Regions from separate parts of the Mus musculus genome. Here all the other regions are linked to region 7. The links are chromatin contacts, called in public Hi-C, HiChIP or PLAC-seq and promoter capture Hi-C maps. All regions are on one chromosome and are shown on one strand. The core of a region is the stretch at or near the end of the contact, and the rest is flanking DNA. Distances in the headings are between cores, read along the strand shown.

Region 1 (3,238 bases), core at 360-2,859, 2.3 Mb before region 7:
CTCTTCTAAGATTCAAGCAGTCTCTTAACTGTAATCCCATATAAAGTCAAAAATACTGGGACCAAAGCAAGACAGAAAACCAGCTGGGCAAACTCCAAAGTCCATGTCTCCACATCCAATGTCAAAGCGCTCTTCAGATCGTCAGCTCCTTTCATCCTTGCCGACTGCTGTTGGCAGATCTGGCAGTCAGCAGCAGCAGACTTCATTCTCCTGGGCTGGTCCCACTCCCTGCTAGCAGTTTTCCTTGGCAGGTATCTCATGACTCTGGCATCTCTAACATCTTGGGGTCTCCAAGGCAACTTCAACTTTACAGCTTCTTAATCTAACTTTTATTCCAATGTCTGGGATCCACACATGATCTTTTGGGGATCCTCTAAAGGGCTGGCATCACTTCTCCAGCTCTGCCCTCTGAAGCACTCTAGGCTCTGCTTGACTCCAGCCAACTGCTGCTGCTGTTCCTGGTTATCATCTTATCGTACTGGCATCTCCAATACACTGGGGTCTACCACTGCAACTAGGCTTCACCAAGAGCCTCTCATAGGCTCTCTTCATGGGGCAAGCCTCAACTCCTTTGCATGACCCCTTCAGTCCTGGGCCATCAACTGTAACTGTAACTGCACCTTCACCAATGGCCTTCCCTGGCCTCTCACGGTGCCAAGCCTCAGCTGCTCTTCATGACACCTTCATGCCTTCAAACTAATACTGCCTGGGTAACTCTTACACACTGCCAAGTACAGCTGCAGCAACAACCATGGCTATCTCTGGAACACAGCTTCTTTGTGCTCTCAGAAAACACTTCCCAGAAGATTTCACCTCAGTGATGCTGGTCTCGTCTTAATCACTAATTTCTTAGCTCCAGCTAACCAGCATCAACTGTCCCAGCAATCCCTTCTACTCTAGACTCTAAAGCCAGAGCCACACAGCCAAATTCTGCTTCCTGTGGCTGGAACCTGATCCCCTTTATTATCTTACCAGCTTTCTGTTTTTCAACTCCCTCACTGCCTAAGCTTGGCTATCCTGAAACTTGCTCAGGAAATTGACTTTGAACTCAGAGATCTGCATGGCTTTGTCTCTTGGGATTAAAGATATGTACCACTACGCCTGAATTATGCTTTTCTTCATCTAGAACTTGCTCTGTCCCAGGCTGGCCTTGAACTCAGATCTGCTTCGTTTTTTGTCTCCTGGAATTAAAGGTGTTAGCACCATGTCCTGGACTCTGTAAGGAGGGATGCAGAGGAGGTGGTGCTGAACCAAAAAATGGGGCTAAAGGTGTAGTAAGTGGGACTCTATGGCATCTTCAAAATGCCAGGCCAAACAGGAAAGAAACAGGGGCGAGGGGTGGGGCGCTGAGGGGGCGAGGAACCGGCCAGAGTCAGGAGGGAAGTTCAGAGTCAGAGGATGTGGAATGGCTTACCTGTCTCCGGCGTCGCAGCCTCAGCTCTGTGTCTGTCTGGCTCACAGAACTTCCTCCAGAGCGTCTGAGGCTCCGAGAATGCCTCGCAACTCTAAGTTGGGAGCCCAGGCCGCTGCCTTGGCAACGGCGTACCGCGCCACGGAGCAGGCGGGGCGGGGCTGGAAGTGCGAAACGGCGAGAGGGCGGGACCGGAAGTGCTCCCGCGGCTTCTCTCTCTGGGTCGCCGCCATCTTGTCATTGAGTTGGATACTTCGTGTGGTGATCTTTAATCTTGTCGTCGCACCGGTTGTCGCCACCGAGGTGGACTGGCAGCCCTGAGCGTCGCAGTCATGCAGGCCGGACCCGTGCAGGCGGTACCCCCGCCGCCGCCAGTAGCCACTGAGTCCAAACAGGTATCGTGCCCCGCGCTCCCTGCCTGCAGGCCTGCTGGAGGCCTCGTTCCTCCCCTCCGCGCGGGCGCTGTGGCACTGCTGCTGGAAGCTCAGGCCACCCCGAAGGACATGGAGGGACTGCAAGTCCCAGGAGTCAGCGCGCTGAGTTGCCTTCTGGTCTCGAAAAAGATATCCCTAGAACCGGACTTTTCAAAACCAGCATGCGGACCTGCACCCCCGGCTTCCTCTGGGGTCTTATGTGAACCACGAAGCCTCCATTCAAAAAGAGGAGAGCTAAGCAAATCATTCTTTCCCCTAGATTAGGAATGGCTGCGTAAATACAGTATGGCTAAGGAAACTTGCCCTGTTTTGTTTTTAACTGCGTCCTCGGATGCTAACCCAAGAGAGTCTGCAGTCTACAGGACAGACGTTCCTGTCAGTATCATGGAGCGTTTATGATAGCCTAATCCGAGCCGGGGACTTGAAGCCCTTACTACCTTTTCTCTGTTTTCACAGCCAATTGAAGAAGAAGCATCGTCAAAGGAGGATCCCACCCCTTCCAAGCCAGTGGTCGGCATTATTTACCCTCCCCCGGAGGTCAGGAACATCGTCGACAAGACTGCCAGTTTTGTGGCCAGGTAACAGCTGCTTCTGCACAGAGGGAACTTGTAGTATAAAGGTCTTTTAAAGCAGCACAGGGGCATCATGGGGAGTTCTAGAGGCTCTGGCTTAGACTCCTTACTTCTTCCAAAACCACAGGAGAGCAATGAGGTAGGTGATAGATAGGACTGGTATGGTTGACATACCACAACAGTAATCGCAGTGAAAGCCATGCCTAGCTGTGTAGTCACTAGGAGTTTCTGCTTCCAAAACAAGTCTGTGGAAATTCCTGGTAGCTTCTTTGTGGCTGCTGATGTGCATATGCTGTGTTAACCTGAAGAAAGAAAAAGAAGAGTTGATTATTCTCATTGTGAAAGGACGACTTTCCCAGAGCCTCAGCTGAATCCAGAGCAAGCTGTTCAGCATGTTAGCTAGTTTCCAGGCAAGGTGAACATTGGTCAGGATTCCTCAACCTCCTCATCCCACATACTTCTGCACCCTTGGATGGAATCTTCTAAGGGCCACTTGACTTCCAACGGTCAACACATCTCCTGGCTTAGGGCACTTATAGAGTATTCTTTTGGCAGCCAGCATCATTATCCAGTCTGCAGATGTTTAGTTTGTCCTTAGAATCCTTAAAAGAGAAAAATCCTATTACCACACTTAGAAATGAGGTGATTTCACAGTCAGTCTGAATTTCTGGCTTTTCCTGAACCAGGCTGCTTCTTACATGGCAGAGCTTCTTGGCCTTGAAGTGTGTACAGGACGTGTGTTGTCCAGGACCCACACTTTGTCACTCCCTTTAGCGAGCATCCCTACCACCTTGAATCATTTAATACTGTTTTGTTCCCAC
Region 2 (2,910 bases), core at 384-2,883, 2.5 Mb before region 7:
TTTATTTTACTTTTGAAATGATTGGCAAACCACTCTAAAGGAAACCAGGGAAATGACATACGTGCTGGTGAAGTATTTCTGAATACAGATTCCCAAACAAACAATAGCAAAAAGGGAAGAACCACACATGAATTGACTGAAACAGAAATGGCTGTCTGATACACACAGGAACAGAAGGAATACAAATAACAACTTATACTAAACTCAGTCTCTATTGGTTAGCACATCAGAATAAGATCATCATAAAATACATTCATAGTCAGACAAAACAAAAACAAAACAAAAACAAAAAAACAGAAAACACCACCACCACCAAACCCAACAAACAAAAAGATGTATATTTTGTGACAAGGTCTCGTGTATCCAGGCTGGCCTAGAACTCCCTCTTGAACTGAGAGTGACCTTGAATTTCCAATCCTCCTGCCTCCAGCACCTGAGTGCTTGATTACAATCGTGTGCAACCACGTTCAGTTAAGAAGAAAACAAAGCACCTTTAGGGGGATTCTAATAACGTTCTCCAGTTCATTTTCCTATGAGTTAGGAACAACTGTGGTCAGGCTGTGCTTGCTAATACAAAGGAACGAACATTGAAAGCTACCCAGTTCCACTTTTCTGGTTTTTATGCAGGATGACTCAACATACCCAGGTGCGGATGGGAAGACAGAGTCAACGGTCAGGAATTTACACACAAGTCTAAGTCCTATTTTCAACCAAAAAGAGACTAAATATTTAAAGACCCTCTTTACTTAGTGATGCACCAAATTTATCAAGTAATAAATACTGGTCATTTTTGAAACAAATTGTGTTTCCATAATAAATCCTCTGTAGGACTTGTTACATCCTTGGCTGATGCCGGTTGAAGAAGGGGGACAGGATTGGAGTCAAACATTGGGGAACTGAAGGCTTTTCAAGGACGCTGGAGAATGGGAAGGCCTGGAGTTGCCAAGTCGATTGGAGCCTGAGACCAATTGCAGACGTCAAGCCTACACTACGCCAGGGTCAGGATTCATTCGGAAGGCTAGAAACGGGACAGTGCCTTCGGCCCAGAAAACGGGCTTCTGAAGGTCCTACGGGTTGGCCTGAGTCTGAAAAATCCTGCGATCGGAGACATTGCTGCGATCAGAGGAACATCTAAGGGCGGAGGTTGGGGGGGGGACACGGCTGGAACAAAGTGAGTCGGATTCCCTTACGGGGTCCCGGGTCTGACAACTGCTTTGTATACCCGAGCCACACCTGAATAACAACTTGGGGAGTGGGGACCGCGGCCGCAGGAAGTAGATCTGTGGTTGGACGTGGAGGCCAAGATCCGGCTGGCTGTCCAGTCTCTCGCGCCGGAAGTTCGAACCAGAAGCGGTAGTCTCTTCGGTACCTTTCCTGTAATCCGAGCCCAAGTCCCATTTGACTGAAGGCCTTCTGGGCTGTGTAGCGGTCTCTGACTGGCTAGAGAGCGACTCAGGAAAGCTAGCAAGACCTAAAACCATGGTGGAAAGACACGCGGTCGCAGAGCAACTATCTACACTGGAGTGCGTTGCCTGGGAGACAACCGGCAAGCAGACCGCGTGACAGTCTTTAGGCGTTCTTTGTGAGGCTCTGTTGGGCGTGTTGCCTAGGAGACGAAGGGTGAGTGGGCGGGGCGTGCAGGCGGTGGGTGTAGCAATGGTCCTTCTGGCTACTTGGCGCATTTCTGTGAAGACAGGCAGCCCACCCAGCTTTTCCCAAACGCCTGGGAACTGCGTAGTCCTTCGAGGTACAGAATCAGTCGCGGGGTCCCCCTAAGCCCCGAACTGCCCATTGTTCCGCGAGGAGAAGCCGTTGCTACCAAGGTCCGGAATCATGAAGGGCCCTCTCTTTCTTGGAGAGGGTCGTCCGCGGCTCTGCCCTGAAAGATTTCGGGGGCACTGAGGGAAGGAGGTAAGATTGTTTGAGTCTTGTCACCACGTAGAGAGGCCAAGCTTCCTAGGCTTGTTGTGGCACCTTCCACTCATCTACTTGTGGACTCTGTTCCACGTTTATAACCCAGAATTTAACCAGCGCCCCACCTATATTTGCCAACTTTCTCCAGAAAGTGTAATCCACCAGAAATATCAGCCTTCAGAACTTGCTGTCTAATGATGAACAAAACTGGTTTTCCTCGAGTCTCAGGTTTCACGGCTACAAATTAACTAGATGCCAAAAGCCTGGTTGGTTGTAAAATGTAAAAAATGGAGATGACGTTTCTGTTTCCTCTCCTCCCCTCTCCCCCCCCCTCCCCCTCCCCCTCTTGAAACTCTTGAAAGAGTTCCAGTAGTCTGGTCAGGAACACCACATCTTGCTTCAGCTTCCAGGTCTGCTCTACCATGTCCTACTGTCTGTGATCGCTTCTTACTATCTTTGCAACTCTATAACAAATGCCTTTATTTGTCATTCCCACAAGCTTTGCATTTTAACTTTACCTCTGAAGGGACTGAAGAGAGCAGAAACAAAACCAAATGTCACTTGGAAGTCACATTCCTTGGAAGGCAGGAACAGGGAGACAGAACAGTGGAAAAATAACTGATTGGCCTGAGGTTACCTGAATGACTTTTCATTCTGAGAGGATAAGTTAGGCCATGACCTTATGCTAGCTGAAACTGGCCTGCCTGGGAAATCCTGATTTCTCAAAGGTTAATTTTAAGAAAACAGCTTTGTTTCTGTGACAAGGAAAAAATTAAATCAAAACAAACAAACAAAAAACCCTGTAGTTTGTTTCCTCAGCTCTTTGTTGGGGGGCAGGACCCATAAAGCAAGGGCCCCACCTTTCTCTTCTACCTCCTGAATGCTGCAGTTCCAGGTGACCATCACCAAGGCTCTTTTCTACTTGCTCTCAGTTGACTTTGAGGTCATTAATGTTGGAAGTCACACAGCTGAGCAGAGAACATGAGTTTCCACTAG
Region 3 (2,945 bases), core at 324-2,823, 2.2 Mb after region 7:
TGGGTGAGATGAAATAAACAACAGGCAAAGAGTTTAGTACCACTCAGCCAGAGGTCCTTATTGCCCTCTGTCATTCTTTGGGGGGGGGGGGGGCAGTCACCATGACTTTATCGGAGGTCTGGCTTCTTACCAATTGCCCCAGTTAGTTCTCCAGGACCCAGCAAATGCACCCCCTTGTCTGTGCCCCCCTTCCCTCACATAAACACACACACGCACACACACACACACACACACACACTCCAAGTCCTGGCCTAGCCTCCTACAGCTTCCAGCTGCAGCCATCCCCGCCCCCTTCCTGGTCCTCAGCACAGAAAAGCCTTTCTTAATACTTGTTGATTGATTTGCAAATATAACCTCATAGGCCCCAAAGAGGGAAGCAACAAAATCACAAAGACAGTCAAAAATCTCTTTTAACAGGCAAAAAACTAAAAGCACTTTTAAAAAGTATTCATATGAACAGACCAAAGCCTCAAGGAAATACATCAATATGTCAAAAGGGTTAGCTCTGATGGGGTACACATTATTACTATAGTAGCTCCTGTATTCTTGGTTTGGGGTGTCGTTTTGAAGCTCTATACAGTGGAGCAGAAGGCACAACTCAAGAAACAAAATTTGGAGTGGGCTGTGACAAAGCCGAGGGCGTTCCAATCAGTTGTGGTCACCCTAGATAGTGCGGTCTGCTGGCCCCAAGCCCTGGAGGGAACTTTTTGTGTTCAGTCACGCTAGAGAGTCGGGATCACCTGCTGGCACCGGCCAGAATGCCAGTTGGGGAAGGAAGGGGTTCGGGGTCTCTTTTTGCGGCATAGACTCTCAAATCGATCCAAGCAAACGTCCCCAGGGGCAGAACACAGAACTACACAGAAACCCCGGGGCCCAGGACCCTCCCTCCTACTTGTCAGCTACAGTGCCCGCGTGCCAGGAGACACGTGCCACAGGTGGCCCCCAGGCCTGTGCCTGCACTCGTACTCCTCCGAATAGTGGGAAAAGGCGGGATGAGACCCCTGGCTCCCAAGCAACCGAAAGGAAAGGAAAAGAGGCACACAGCTCACTTGCCTGGAAAAGGCGGGAGTAAAGTCCTGAGAAGTCTCATTGCAGCCCCAAGCGGCTCCTCCGTCTTCTCTTCCCTAACTGTCTCAGGGAGCAAAGTCCGCAGGGCCGGGGCGGCGATAGTGTGGTTCCGCCCCCGCCCTCCTAGCTAGGCGCCGGGCGCCGCGACCAGGACCCTGCCGGCCCCGGAGCTCCGGCCCGCGTCGGCCCGAGGACCTGGCTGAGCCCCAGACTCCCGATCGCCGCAGACCCCCTGGTCGTCCTCAGTCCTGGATCCCAAGCGCCCTTCCCGGGTGCCCCCGCGCCTTGTCCCTACACCCTCAACTGTCTCCGCGCCCAGGTTTGGTGTCTGCTCGGCTGCAACCCAGTTCCAAGACCCCGAACGCCCAGGCTCTGGAACCTGAGCGGGGGCCCCAAACAAAGAGTGTGGCGGCGTGTGGCTGCCCCTGCCCTGCTCCCGACCCTGGTACCTGGGCGAACCCGCAGCGCGGTCCGGCGGGGCGATGGCCGAAGCGAAGCTGGGCTCCGAGCTGCTCGCGGGCGGGCCCGTCCTCCTGGCTGGCCGCCCGCGCCCGCGGCAGGGCCCCCTCGAGGCGGCTCCGGCAATCGCTACGGACCGCCCGCGCACCGGAGCCCTGCCGGTCACCTGGTCTCATCTTCCTAACAATGTCCTGCGTTTCCAGGTGCTGGACACCCGCCCCCCGCACTCACCCCCTCGGGTTCCTGACCCAAGGGATGAGCTCTTTAAAATACCCTCCCACTTCGCTGGCCTCCCTAAATACCTCGGGGGCCCCAGTATTCTATAGGCTCAACAGTTCCATGTCTACGTAAGTGCACCTGGGGAGGGAGGTTCGAGTCCCATTCCTGCAAAACCAGTTTATTGTTTCATCCAGTGTGTCTAAGTGCTGTTTCTGCCAGGAGGAAGTCCTACAATACCCTCCAGTGACTTATTATCCCGTGGGGCTCTACGTGTATCAAGCAGCAGTCTCTAAGACAGCCCAGGATGCTCCAACAGCCCCTTCAACATCCAGAATTCACCAGGCAGGAGGAGATGATGGTGCTGGGTAGAAGTCCCTTGACTTCTTAAAGTGAACCTAGCAGGAGAGAATACGGTTGAGGCTGGCAGGAACACAGGAGAAAGAAGATCTCCTGAACAGCCTTTCTCAGATGAGGACAGAGCAAGATTTCTTAAGAGATCCCCAAGATTCGGATAGCTGGGCCTCTGTGTCCATTTTCTCATTGCGATCTCCAGGGAATGATGGCATGCCATTGCATGGTCTTTCAAACACGTCTGCATAAATGAGATGGAATTTCCATCAGTTTCTAGTGGACACCAGCAGCCCTTAATATCTCTGATTCCACTCCGGGAAAACACTCCAGGTAGCTTTAAAAGAGGGTAGAAATTGTATCTATCTGCTCGGTGCAGCCACTGTCTGAGGTTACCAAAACCTGTTCAATTCTTGCCATATTGTGCCTTCAAGAAAAAGCCAGGCTTGCCAGGAATGGTGGAGAAGCTGAGCTAGGAAAGTAATATCTGGTGGATCTGTTTACAGCGCAGCCTTCACAAACACTGAGGTGAGGCCCTGGATCCTAGGCCAGGCTAGAGGCCGGGCCACACCCTGTTTCCTCTCCCCCAGGTTTGGGAAGGCTATGCCTATCTCTGAGAAATGGAGACATTGGGAGAAGGAGATGTTGCCTGAGGCAAAAGCTTCCCCAGGCCCTGAGCCCCAGGCCCTAAGGAATGAAACAAGCATTTCCCTAGCCTCTGGGAGTCCCACGGGTCATGGGTGAGGAACAGGATGCTTGTAAAGGAGCCTTTAGAGGGGATAGGGAGGAGGTCACAGTCATTCTGCTAGAAAGGGGGACAAGGCAGGAACTGTTCCTTTGCCTTTGACCTG
Region 4 (3,137 bases), core at 427-2,926, 2.6 Mb before region 7:
TGAAAGGGAACAAGGCCCCTGACTCTCAACTTGGTGCAAGGGTCACATTTAACCAGTGGAGCACGAATATTCTCAGCCATACCACACTTAGCAAGCCTCTGCACCAGGCGCCTTGTCTCCAAAGGGCTCAGCAGAACCTGAAGTACTATTAGCGGAGGAAACCCAAGCTTTGGCCAACAACATGGTGGGAAAATCTGTCTAACAGTGAAGAAGGCCTTCTTGAAGAGTTGACTCTGAACCAGCCTCACAGTCCTCACACGGAAACTTTTAGAAAAGCCATCCCTCGGGTGCTTTCCTCAGGCCTATCTCAGGAGGGATTCAGCGGGAGACCTAGACACTGCTGCAGCAACCCCACTTAGTTTGAGAAGCTCTCATCTAGAGCGGCCTGAGATCTCAAAGCTTGCAATCCCAGGAAACAGCTAGTGAGAAAGGGAAGGAAGTCCAGCTTTAGCAGGAGGTCGTGCCAGCTCTGTCTCTACTGCAGCTCCGAAACCCAAGCTACTTCTGGAATAAGCAAGGGAACAGGAAAGCATTATCTGCTGCAAAATGTCAACTTGGGGTCCCAGGGGGTACACACTATGTCTGCTCTATCTGTGGGTCAGCGAGTCCCAGCCCAAGGCCTGGCCACCAGCAGGTGTCAGCAAAGGTAGGAAACAAATGAAGTAACCACGGGAGGTGGGACCCACAGTCCTTCCCAAGAGAGGGGTTCACTAGCTGCCTCCCTCCATGAACACAGTGAACCAGACGCAGCCCCTGGTTCCATGACCACCAAAAACAGGAGGGGAACAAAAGACCTACTCCACCCATCTCCCCACTCATCCTTTTAAACTCAAGCTTGCCAGAGGCCATGTCCACAGGTCACGTCTTCCCTTGGCAGTTGACAGGCATTACTTCTACAGAAGTTCATGCAAACATCTCAGAAGGGTTATGGTGACACCCACCCCACAGTCGAGGCCGGCCACCACCACCCTCCAACCACAGATGTCCTACCTCGGTACTTCCGTACCTGTAGTAGGACAGCAGGCCATTGCCGAGCACGAACCAACGGCGCTGGTAGCCCTTCAGGTAGTTAGTCCACTTGAGGAGCCAACCCTTGTAGCTGTCCAGAGGTGGTGAGACCATTTGGACACCAATCCCTGACACCGGAGTCCCGACAGAAATCTTCGCCTGTCCTTGTCGCAGAAAAGACTGGGTCTTTGGCACCAGCTTGGACTCGGGTTTGGTGACGGGCAAACTCCCTACTGTTGACTGCAGCGGGGACGGCATTGCCAGCTCTGGCGAAGCTTTGATGATGGACACAGACCTTGTGCCGTTCTCTGACCCCGGCCACAAGCCCTGTAGTTCCGATTCCTGCCCAACCCCTGAAGGCCTTGGCACAGACGTCGTCTGGGACCCAGGTTCGGATCTCGACGCCGGCTCAGAAATTGGCTGGCACACCTGTTTCGACAGCAACTCCCGCTCTGGTGCCTGCACAGGCTGGAGCTGAGGCTTTGACGCTGGTCCTGAGCCGAACGCGGATGAGTTCATGCCCGGCGCCGCCGTGTGGCAGGACAAGCAGGGCACAACCGTGAACAGCGACGAGAGCCCGCGGGAGCGGCCAGCGCAGCCGCCGCCTCGGCTCAGAGCGGCCGCTTTCCCCATAGAGCTGTGGACCCGAGCTCGGCGGAGCGCGGAGTGGGGGCGGGGCGGGGCGGGAGTGGGTGGGGCCTGTTCGGAGGGAGTGGCGGGGCGGAGCCGGGCGGGGTTGGTGGAGGAGTGGACGGGATGGGTGGAGCCCTCACGTGAGCGACAGAGATCGGGTGCGCGTGGGTCCCTCCGCCGCTCTGGCTAAGGTGGAAGGAACCCCGTGGGCCAAGAGTTAGGCAGACGACGTGGAAGGCACTTCACGCTTCAGGCTGCTGTCCCTCCTGTGCCAGGCGCTGGGAGAACAATGGTGAATGAAAGCCACGCGGTGCGCTCGCCACGCAACTCTGAGCAATGGGTGGGTCGTGGACAGCAAATCTCAAACCCTGGGAGTCCGACCTGAGGAAATCCAGCCTAGGCCCTCTCCCTAGTTGTGGGAACTGTAGCCACTCCACAAACTTCTGTTGGCTCATCTATACAATGAAGATAATACCTCCTTCAAAGGCTGTAATAAGATGGTGCATATGAGGCACATTTGGCAGAGTAGATGCTCCGAGAGCATCATTGAGTTATTAACTAGAGAGTTCTGTGGTACATTTTGTCAGCGACCAGAGCAGGAGATGAGAGCAAGGTTGACAAGCTTGGGAAGCAGCCACTGTGCATGCACGTGTCAGATGTGTGTGCAGCCCTCAGGGAAGGAAGCTAACTAATAAATTCTTAACGAGATGTTTCGACTCCTGAAACAAATTGCCAAGCTACCTAAGATGACAGGCCTGTCATTAGTTCTACCAAATTTGGGCAAGAGTCACAGAAGAGACAAGGTCTACAGAGTTAGAGAAACAAGAAAGACCTTCAAGGAGAAACCGCTGTGTACAAAGACCCAAACCAGGGAGAACAGCTTGTCTGGCAAATAGCTAATAGCTCAGTGTTTTGTCAAGAGGAGGGCAGGACACAGAACAGCTGCCCCACACCCCACCACAAGGAATGCCCTTTATCCTAGAGAAACCAAAGCTTCTAGAAACAAGGGAAATTTATTTTCATTTTTAAAGTGGGGGGGGGGGGGAAGGAGGTGAGATGGCTCAGTGGGTAAGAGCACTGACTGCTCTTCCAAAGGTCCTGAGTTCAATTCCCAGCAACCATATGGTGGCTCACAACCATCTGTAGTGAGATCTGATGCCCTCCTCTGGTGTGTCTGAAGACAGCTAGAGTGTACTTACATATAACAATAAATAAATCTTTGTGCCTGAGTGAACAGAGGTCCTGAATTCAATTCCCAGAACAGAAACCACATGAAGGCTCACAATCATCTGTATAGCTACAGTATACTCATAAACATAAGATAAAATAAATAAATCTTTTAAAATAAAGTGTGTTGAAACAGAGTCTTTATATGTAGTCCAGGCTGGTCTCCATCTGGAAATGTTTGTTTCTTAGAACCAGAGTTCTGGGATTACAGACGTGAGCCATTATACCTGGCCCAGAGCTTTCACTCTTAATATTCTGGACAAAAAAAA
Region 5 (3,183 bases), core at 48-2,547, 2.5 Mb before region 7:
CCTCGTAAGCCCTGGGCACCTCCCGCACCAGGGGAGGCCTTCTCTCTTCTCCGCGCCCTAAGCTCACGCGATGCTTTCACACCGAATCCGTTTGTCTTTTTCCATCTTTGGTCCCCAGACTGTCAGGATGAGGTCACTGACTGACCCCGACCGCCTGCGTGTTTGGTGCTCAGGCCCGGACCAGGTCTGGCAGGGTCGATAATATTCCGAGCGTGGGAACGGAGGTTGCAGCCGTCGCTCCCCTCCCCCAGCCCCCTTTAGCCTTTTACTGGACCGGGAATAGACGCCGATAGGCCGGCGGACGCGGAATCGCGAGCTCGGACTGGCTGCAGCCTCTCAGGATGCTCTGGCTGTTCTGGCTGCCGCTCGGCTCCCGCGGTGGATCTGGCAGCTTCGGGCGCCGGGCTCTAGTCCCTCCCGAGTCCCGCGCGGCTCAGCGCTTCCCGGCCCTGCCCTCTCCGCCGCTACCGAAGCTGCGCTCCACCCGGAAAGTTGGGCTCAGCCCGGGCCCCGCCCACGAGTACCAGCCCCGGAGCCCGGCGGACGTCTAGCCCCTCCCACAGCCTTTGCGCCTCCCGACTTGGCTTGCGCAGCTGCGGCCGCGAATCCCTTAGTGGAGAGTGTGGGTTGTACCAGCCACCAACCGGAATCCGGATTGTCTCCAGCGCCAAGTAGAGCCTTCCTTAAAAAGACCAGTATCCAGTGCTGGAAACCCTGGGCACTCTGCAGAGCCGTCCCCAAGCTGTCTGCCATCGTCGAGAAGCAGGGCGTTGAAGTGAGACATACCACATCACCTGATCCCAGACCACAAAGGTCTCCTTGAGATCTTGGAATTCAACGGAGCTAGACCACGTGGTCCCTTAAGGCTGCCTCATCTTGTTCCCCCTCCATTCCACTCCAGATCTTTTCTCCCCCTCTCAAACCAGGGCGGCGCCCCCTCTGGGGCAGCAGAAGGGGAAATGAATCACCAAAGCTAACCACAGCTCCGGGAAGCAGGGTACAGCGGGCCGGCATCCATCCCGAGCTAGCCGACTTTATGTGCTGCTCCCTAGGCATTCCGAGGTGACTCACAGCTGGGTTTCATGAGGCCCACGGAGCAGAATCCTGGATGGTTCCCGGGTTTCCCACCTGAATTCAGGTTAGGGTAAGCAGCTGAAACCCAGGGACCTGTTCCCAGCCCAACGCGTGAGCAAGAATCAAGGTCCATCCTGGACTCTTTCCGGTAATTGGATTTCTGGGGAAGCTCCCGCTCACCTGCACAGGCCTCACCCGGCTCTGTTGTCAAACAAGTCCTGGATGACAACCTGCCTAGAGAAACAAGATCGCAAAGCGCAACTGTGTAGCCCGGCCCGCAGCGCCCTCTGGTGGTCGTGACTCCGCACTGTTGCAAGCGTTCCTAATCCCTTCCCAAAGAAATTCAGGTGAAAATAAGCCAGTCCCACCTGAGACCTAAATCAGATCTCTGTCCCAGATGAACCAGGAATCTACACTGTCACACTTGCCTCCGATGAGTCTGATACCCGCGGGAACCCGTAGATCTCTGCTGAGTAACCCAAGTTGAAGGGCAGAGAGTGTAGGTAGGAGACTTCCAGGGAAAGGATCAAAATCTGGGGCATTTAGATAGTTTTTCCAAGAAGAGTTATGGGAGGGAAACTGAATGAGCCTCTCCCCTCCCCCCTCCAACACACACACACACACACACACACACACACACACACACATTTTTTAAGAAGAGGAATCTGGGCTTTCAGTGAACTATATTCCTCTGGGATTTTTAATCCATTATCCACTAAGCTTCTTTGAATTAAAAAGCATTTCTTCCTATTTAAATTTTTTGTTTATTATTAGTGGTGTGAATGTCTGTATGGGAATGCTGAGATTACAAGCAGGTGCCTCTGCCCACTTCTGTGCCCATTTTAAAAAGATTTATGTGCATTGGTGTTTAGCCTGTCTGTCTATCTGTAACTATGCATGGATGTCTGTGAGGGCATCAGATCCCCTGAAACTGGAGTTACAGACAGTTGTGAGCTGCCATGTGAGTGCTGGGAATTAACCTGGATTTTGTGGAAGAGCAGCCAGTTCTCCTACTGCTGAGCCATCTCTCCAGCTCCTTGAACAATTTTTTTGTTAGATATTTTATATGGATGAGTGATTTGCCTGCATGTGAGTGTGCGCACCATGTGCATGGCCGGTGCCTGCAGAGCCAAAAGGGCATCAGATCTCCTGCATCTGAAGTTACTAGTGGCTGTGAACTACTATGTGGGTGCTAAAGACCAAATTTAGGTCCTCTGCAAGGGCAGTAAGTGCTTTAAAAAAAAAAAAAAGACTTATTTTATGTATATGCATACACCACTGTAGCTATCTTCAGAAACATCAGAAGAAGACATCGGATCCCATTACAGATGGTTGTGAGCCACCATGTGGTTACTGGGAATTGAACTCAAGAGCAGTCAGTGCTCTTAACTGCTGAGCCATCTCTCCAGCCCAGTAAATGCTTTTAACCACTGAGCATCTCTCTAGCCTCAGAAACCCATTTTAACCTGTCTCAACATCAGACTGTATTTTACTGTGGATCCAGAGCCAGGAGGCCCGGATTCAAGGAGGATATCACTGGGGTAGAGGGCTCATTCACGTTCCTTAGGGTCTACTCAAGATCTCAGAGCAGCCTATGCCTCCCACAGCACCCCTCAAATTTGAGCCCTACTGTATGAGGGGCCCACCTCCCTGCGAAGCCAGGGGTGCAGGAAACACTTCTGAGGGAGGCTGGGAAGCAAAAAAAGAACCTCTCCCTAGTGACTGTGCTGCAGAGAGAGGTATGGTCTGTTTTTCTTCGGGCTTCAAGCCTGACTGGGTCATTTCTATATTTGGGCTCAAGTGTCCTGTATGTGACCTATGAGGAGACCACAGTGACAAACACACTATAGACCAGAGCACCACCCCACAGCTCTGAGTCAGAAACCAGGCTGGAGAAGAGCTGCTGACATAGGTGACACAGCCTGAAGCCCCATCTTAAGAAAGAGATAAAGATCCAGGCTGGCCTCAAATCCCTTCTGCAGAAAAGGATAGCCCTAAACTTCTCATGTTTCTGCCTCTGCTTCCCAAGCACGAGGATTACAGGTGTGTGCCACCAAGCCTAACTTTATTTTTTTTTAGGATTTATTTTATATATATGAATATACTGTC
Region 6 (2,891 bases), core at 309-2,808, 2.3 Mb before region 7:
GGGGGCCAGTGGGTCATAGTACCCAAGACATAGAGAGAGGCAGCACACAGACGGTTGATGGTGAAGCCTGGGATAGCCACAGAGGCCAGAGACTGCCACACAAAGGTGTCGACCACAGCCAGGGCCATTCTGGTGTTGCGGCCTGCTTCAGGGCTTGGCACCTGAAAGGTACAAAGACATTTAGCCCAGCTGGGGCAGAGGTAGGAAACCTATAGACAGAAGCATGCCGGTGGACCAAGGAGGAAGAACATGCGGAGGTAGTAGGGTAGAAGGCAGCTGGGTGGAGGACTGGGCTGTACTACATTCAGGGTTGGGGGTGATTTGCCCACATCCAGGAGAGGTACCAACTGTCACCTCCTACCCAAATGGTTTGGTCGGGTGGGGATGAACAATCCTACAAACAAGATTAGCTTATGGACTGCACTATGAGACGCTAACGGGGATAGGGCTGTCCCCACTGCAAGACTGCATACCACCCACACTAGGATGGGTTGGAAAGGGTTAATTAACACTCACCTCTCCTGCCTTCTTGCCTTTGTCTATGGCATCGGCCAGGACATAGGAGCTGGACACACCATAGCTCAACCACACCACAGCTGCAGGAACCAGCGAGCGGAAAGCCTCCCCCACCTCATTGGCGTAGCCTGGAGGGAAAAGGCATTTAACTCTCTGGCCCTTTCCACAAGGGGGCGCTACACAGAAAGCTGCTTCTAACCCTAACCTCTTAAACTACAGTGCGGCAGGTGACCTCAGTCAAGTAACTTTACCTTTTGGTTTCTAGGCCCGCGGACTGACACCGACAATGAAGTTCATGGCTCACTGATCAAAGTCCCCAGCCGTGGTTCTGGGGATCTGCACCAGGGAGGCGACCGGAGGCCACCGAATCACTGAGGGTGGGCTCCACTGACCAGTATCAAGTGCCAGGTCTTTTAAGGCCTTACCTCAGCCCGCTCTTACAGTCAGCACCCGACAGGAGTGCCTCGCATTCAGCCCTTTTTACAGAAGAGAAAACTGAAGCTTAGGAAGAGCCTGGGAAAGGCAGACTTGCTAGGAGTCCAGATCCTCTGACGCCATGGCTAGTGCACGGTCATGGCAGAGGGCAACCCACACACTCGGTTTGTGCCTCCAGAAGAGCCCCGTGGACAGATCTGAACCAACAGGGTTGTGTGACCTTGGACAAGTCCCTAGCCTTCTCCTGAGCCCTGTCTCCAGGCCAAGCCGAATAAGAACTAAGCCCCTTTTCAGACTCCAGATCGGCAACCCGGTCCATTGCTTCCCCCCCCCCCCCGCCCCCAGCCCCTCCGGAGTGGTGGGGTCGCTGCGTCTGTCACTCCCACGCTCACCCAGGTAGCGCACCCACGTGTCCCGGTAGAGGTCGCGCTCGGCGCCCTGCCGCTGCTGCTCCGACATGACTTCCCCGGCAAGGTTGGAGTCGCTGCAGATTAGAGTCTCACCACAACTGTGTCTCCACTAGCACTTGGCTAACACCAGGCAAGAACCCGCCAGTAGTCCGAGGCTGAAGGACGGGTCCCGCTATCGCTAACGCCACTGCAGGGAGTGTCTGAAAATTGCCTTATACAACATCCAAGCCCCTCTCCTAGGCTTGGGTTTTGCAGACAGATGGTCTTGTTTTCTCTGAGCAGTTAATGCAAAACTCTCCCAGACATGACTAGTTTTTGGAGTTAAATAGGTCAGAGTTCCAATCGGAGAATGGAATCTTCTTAGGTGTGCGGCTTCTAGGAAAGGTGTATTTCTCTGAGCCGCGGTTCGTGTGTAAATGGGAGGCGTGCCAACATTCACTGCCTTAGACAGTCGCAAGGACTAATTAATTATAACAGTCATCATGTGTCCAGTAGACTCAAGTTTGCTTCCTTAAGCTCTGGCACTAGCGTAGGGTCCTACTTTACAGTAGGGAAATAGAGACACAAAGAGGACAGCCACTCTCCTGACTCATGCAACTGTTAAAATGGAAAAGGGAGCTAGGGAGTTATTACAAGGGGCAAAAGCACTCTGAATCCTCTGGGATTTCAGAGGGGCAATGCTATGGCCCCTAGAGACAAATCCTACTTGGGCCGCCTAGTAGATGTAAGCCACTTACACACACACACACACACACACCGCCCCTCCCCCCACTCCCCACCCCGGTCCCAACGACCACGTCTGTAAAGCAAAATGGGTGAGAATGGAGAGATGGCTCAGTGGTTAAGAGCGCTTACAGCTCTTCCAGAGGGCCGGAGTTCCAGTCCCAGCATCTACACGGGTGTCTCACAGCCATCTGTAACTCCATCTCGGGGGAATCTGACACTTCTGGTTTCCACAGGCAGCACCCACCTCCCCCAAACACACACACCTATACATTCACACATGAGACACACAGATAAATTCAAATAAATATGGCCTTAAATCTCTTATAAGCCAGGCATGGTGTTGCATGCTTTCATCTCAGAATGTAGGAGGCAGAAACAGGTAGTATTATGTGCGTTCGAGACCAGCCCTGTCTACACAGGGAGTTTCAGGCCTGGTTGGAGGCTACACAGTACAAAAAATATCCAGCTAGGTAAGAACAGGGTCTTATCTAGCTTTGCACAGTTCTTTTAGCTTTTTTAGATCCGAAAGGTGTATACCGACTCCCTTCGGAAGCCAGTGTTTTCAGCCCGTGTCTTCTTGAAACTTGTGGGTCACCGGGGACTGAGCCCGGCGCGGGTGGGAAGGTAGAGTGCTGGAGCGGAATTAGGAGACGGTCCCTAAAGCCACGTGACGCTAACCCTCGGCCTCCCTCCCATTTAGTACCCGCTGCGCCGGTCACCGCGGGAGAACCGCCCAACCCGTCTGGAACCACCGAATGGGGCGGGGCCTCCGCCCTCACCGTGAAGGCTCTCGGGAGCATCCGA
Region 7 (3,215 bases), core at 687-3,186:
GTGGTTGCCGGGATTTGAACTCGGGACCTTCGGAAGAGCCAGTCAGTGCTCTTAATTGCTGAGCCATCTCTCCAGCCCCATGTATTTACATTTATTTACTTGTGTGTATGTGTGTGAGTGTGGGCACATGTACAACTTAAAGACTTTTTTGCAAGTTGGATTTTTTTTTAACATTTAGTGTGTGTGTGTGTGTGTGTGTGTGTGCGTGCGTGTGTGCATGTGGAGGTCAAAGGACTACTTGTGGGAGTCTGTCCTCTCTTTCTACCATGTGAGTGCCAGAGGCCGTATTCGAGTCATCTTGTCCCCTCTGAGGTCTCTCTGGTATTCATCTTGCTTTGAGGCAAGGTCTCTCTTGTGACTTCTGTCGGTCTCCTCTGATTCCCAACCTTTAGAGTGCTGGCATCACAGATGTGAGCCACTTCATCTGGCCTTTTCCCCAGTTCCTGGGCCCTGTATTGCAAGCACTTTTACCTGCTAAGCCATCTTGCTGGCTCAACGGAGGGACAGCAGAACATATCAGCAAATTATATGTCAGGTAAGAAATTAAACCCAGAATATGCAAAGAACTCCTAAAATGCAAACTATAACCAAAACAATCAGTTAGTTAAAAATAAAGGCAAGTGCTCTTAACCATGGGGCCTTCTCCCCATCCCTGTCTCTACCTTATCCACTATACTGACTCAGTCTTGCCTAGACTGTCTAACCAGTCAGTCTCCATTGCCTCCAGGCCTGGACTTACAGACTCCTCCCAATGGCCTGGCTTTTACATAGGTGCTGGGGATCCAAACGCAGGTAGGTCCTTGAGCTTGTCCTGCAAGCACTTAACAGTTTTGAGAAAAGCAGGTTTACATGATGCTATATGCACAAAGCACACTGGTACAGAATTTTCCAGTTTGGCAAATCAAAACTCTTTGTAGTTCAACCTAATGTGCTTTTGGTCTGATTCATCCAAATAAGGCATGGCCAGACCCACATTCCTGAGGTTCTGTGTCTAAAGGCCTTACAGCTCGGGAGCCAACTCCAGCAGACGCTATGGTGAAGGGTCTTCCACAGCACCGACTTTCCCATACTCAGGCTTTGTTTATGAGGCAGGGCCTCACACTTACAGCTCAGGCTGTATGGAACTCACTATCCTCCTGTCTCCATCTACCTAGAGGTGGGATTTACAGGCGTGTGAAGCCTTTGAGAGCACGCCTTAGGCCACATGAGGAAATGAGAAGACCTTGGGGTATTGGGGGTCGGGGAGAAAAAAATTACAGGTAGACTCTGACCAGGATCGTGTTTAAATAGCTTCCTCCTGGAGAAAACACAAGATATATTTGGAAAGTAGGACATTTAAAAAGTATTTCATAATCTTTAAAATGAGGGGGCTGCTTGTGCCCGTTCCCCAGAGTTTAAGAAAACGGAGGCGCTCACAGGGACCTATCAGGAAGCGGTTGCCATTGCACAATGACGGTGTGGGTCCTGGATCTAGGCCCAGGGATGCCTGCCTGTTCGAGTTTCCGCAGAGAGGGCAGCGCCTCAGGACCCCGCCCGACCTTGAAGGGCCGCTCGACCTTGAGGACCATGTTTGCCTCAGTTACTTGCTCTGTGCAATGGGAAGATACGCGGTACCACTGGGGAAGACCAGGGGCCCCGACGCGTTCCTAAGGACAGCCAGATTGCGTGGCCACCCTCCCTAACTGCCCTCGGACTCTTCCCCCACCGACCGCGCCGCAACCATCTAGTAGGAGCCCGCGGGCGGGAACCTGCCTCTGCGCGCTACAGCGCACGCGCGCCTCGCGCCCCGCCCCACCCGCGCCCGCGCCCGCCCATAGGCCTGTCGCGCCGTCACTCCGTTTGGAAAGCAGTTGTGATTGATCCAGGTCCGGGCGCGCGACTCGGTGGTGGGCGGGGCCCGAACCGGGTATAAAGGAAGCCGCGGCGAGGCTCGTGCCGCTTTGCAGACGCCACTGTCGCTTTTCGCCGCTTGCTGCAGCCATGGTCAACCCCACCGTGTTCTTCGACATCACGGCCGATGACGAGCCCTTGGGCCGCGTCTCCTTCGAGGTCGGGTGGGCAGTGGTGCTCCAGGGTGGGGTCCCGGGAGCTGTGGAGGGGGAGGCTCTCTCGGGCGCGGCCCGACCCTCCGGTGGAGCGAGCGCGGGTGGCGGCGCCATTTCCTGACGAGGGGCCATTTTGGGAGGCTGGCGAGGCGCGGGGAGGCTGGGCGGGCTGCGGACAAAGCCGGGCGGGGCGCGGCCGTTGGGGGAGGGGGCCGTCCCCGCCCGTCCCGGCCTCCCCGCAGGCGCACGTGGCTGCGTCCTGTGGGGCCCCGCGAGGCCGGGCGCACGTGCTCCGCGCCTCTCCCTTCTCCCAGCCGTTGGGCCCCGCCCTGCTCCGCTGCGGCGCTGCAGCCCCGCGGGCCTCTTCCCAGCCTGCTTTCCGGAGCCCCACAGCCTTTTACTCGGATCTGAGCAGGGACCCTGCCTAAGGTCTCAGGGGCGAAGGCTCGGAGAGCCCGGACGTGCTCGTTAGCCCGGTTAAACCTAGTGGTTTCCTAAACCTAGTGGTTCCTACGAAGAATATAAAATAATCGTTTTATAGCAGACTTGAGTGTGAATTGAACCTTTGGCCATTTGGTCCGAAGTAGCCACATTTGGTTAGGGAGGCTCAAAATACCCCTCCGCGTCCCCCACCCCCGAGCGGAAACGAGAAAGGCTTGGCTTTTGCTGGTGCCCAAGGACCGCCTCCTGTCGCAGTGATGGCGCAGCGGGGGAGGCGCTCTGAACCCCTCCCTATTACCCTCAGTGAGACAGGCATGTTATGACTGGCCACGCTGCAGTTTGCATTGACCAAAGTGGATTGCCAGTAGTTACCTACTTAATTAGTTCTGGAGGTTAAGTGGCTGCTTAAAGATCAGTTAGTAATTAGAGTACCCTAAACAATTGGCGTTTTTCTTTTACAAAATTAAATATTCAGCCGGGCGTGGTGGCGCACGCCTTTAATCCCAGCACCCGGGAGGCAGAGGCAGGCGGATTTCTGAGTTCGAGGCCACGCTGGTCTACAGTGTGAGTTCCAGGACAGCCAGGGCTATACAGAGAAACCCTGTCTCGAAAAAAACAAAAAACCCCAAAATTAAATATTATTGTTAGCCTCAGTACTAGCCCTTAGGCCATAGTGGAATATGTTACTTAGTGTCTGTACTGTTAAACTCCAGAAGCTATCATTGGTGA

What was found. Promoter capture Hi-C pulls out the DNA fragments that hold promoters and counts their contacts. Hi-C and Micro-C count contacts between places; a contact is called where the count stands out from the background. HiChIP or PLAC-seq counts read pairs in DNA pulled down with a chosen protein or histone mark. Capture Hi-C pulls out chosen DNA fragments and counts their contacts.
Region 1: a contact with region 7 is called in a Hi-C map of B cells, with 8 read pairs. The contact joins the promoter of Sf3a1 here to the promoter of Ppia in region 7. A contact is called at or near these places in 1 of 484 Hi-C or Micro-C datasets (B cells), 1 of 115 datasets of contacts at active chromatin or transcription factors (stem cell-derived neural progenitor cells) and 1 of 9 other capture datasets (liver).
Region 2: a promoter capture Hi-C map of adipose tissue shows a contact between it and region 7, with 6 times the contacts expected there. The contact joins the promoter of Dusp18 here to the promoter of Ppia in region 7. A contact is called at or near these places in 2 of 39 promoter capture datasets (embryonic stem cells and pre-B cells) and 1 of 9 other capture datasets (adipose tissue).
Region 3: a contact with region 7 is called in an H3K27ac HiChIP or PLAC-seq map of embryonic stem cells, with 5 times the contacts expected there. The contact joins the promoter of Tns3 here to the promoter of Ppia in region 7. A contact is called at or near these places in 4 of 115 datasets of contacts at active chromatin or transcription factors (astrocytes and embryonic stem cells).
Region 4: a contact with region 7 is called in a promoter capture Hi-C map of liver, with 4 times the contacts expected there. The contact joins the promoter of Osbp2 here to the promoter of Ppia in region 7.
Region 5: a contact with region 7 is called in a promoter capture Hi-C map of liver, with 4 times the contacts expected there. The contact joins the promoter of Slc35e4 here to the promoter of Ppia in region 7. A contact is called at or near these places in 1 of 115 datasets of contacts at active chromatin or transcription factors (astrocytes) and 1 of 9 other capture datasets (liver).
Region 6: a contact with region 7 is called in a Hi-C map of B cells, with 6 read pairs. The contact joins the promoter of Mtfp1 here to the promoter of Ppia in region 7. A contact is called at or near these places in 3 of 39 promoter capture datasets (liver, pre-B cells and second pharyngeal arch cranial neural crest) and 1 of 484 Hi-C or Micro-C datasets (B cells).

Annotation. Positions count from the first base shown.
Region 1 is chr11:4,158,745-4,161,982 of GRCm38.p6, forward strand. Sf3a1 (splicing factor 3a, subunit 1) reads left to right here and starts at 1,610. Exons shown (of 16, transcript NM_026175.5): 1 at 1,610-1,806; 2 at 2,302-2,423. The coding sequence starts at 1,744. Ccdc157 (coiled-coil domain containing 157) reads right to left here and starts at 1,549. Exons shown (of 12, transcript NM_001164620.1): 1 at 1,415-1,549.
Region 2 is chr11:3,893,607-3,896,516 of GRCm38.p6, forward strand. It overlaps Dusp18 (dual specificity phosphatase 18), which reads left to right and starts at 1,634. Exons shown (of 2, transcript NM_173745.5): 1 at 1,634-1,911. It overlaps 4921536K21Rik (RIKEN cDNA 4921536K21 gene), which reads right to left and starts at 1,520. Exons shown (of 3, transcript NM_026150.3): 1 at 1,234-1,520. The coding sequence starts at 1,481.
Region 3 is chr11:8,662,962-8,665,906 of GRCm38.p6, forward strand. Tns3 (tensin 3) reads right to left here and starts at 1,574. Exons shown (of 31, transcript NM_001083587.1): 1 at 1,518-1,574.
Region 4 is chr11:3,862,227-3,865,363 of GRCm38.p6, forward strand. It overlaps Osbp2 (oxysterol binding protein 2), which reads right to left and starts at 1,677. Exons shown (of 14, transcript NM_152818.3): 1 at 1,007-1,677. The coding sequence starts at 1,641.
Region 5 is chr11:3,913,367-3,916,549 of GRCm38.p6, forward strand. It overlaps Slc35e4 (solute carrier family 35, member E4), which reads right to left and starts at 1,298. Exons shown (of 2, transcript NM_153142.3): 1 at 1-1,298.
Region 6 is chr11:4,093,873-4,096,763 of GRCm38.p6, forward strand. It overlaps Mtfp1 (mitochondrial fission process 1), which reads right to left and starts at 1,559. Exons shown (of 4, transcript NM_026443.4): 1 at 1,344-1,559; 2 at 517-644; 3 at 1-161. The coding sequence starts at 1,410. It overlaps Gm51935 (a long non-coding RNA gene), which reads left to right. Exons shown (of 3, transcript XR_003949843.1): 3 at 782-870.
Region 7 is chr11:6,413,931-6,417,145 of GRCm38.p6, forward strand. It overlaps Ppia (peptidylprolyl isomerase A), which reads left to right and starts at 1,937. Exons shown (of 5, transcript NM_008907.2): 1 at 1,937-2,049. The coding sequence starts at 1,981.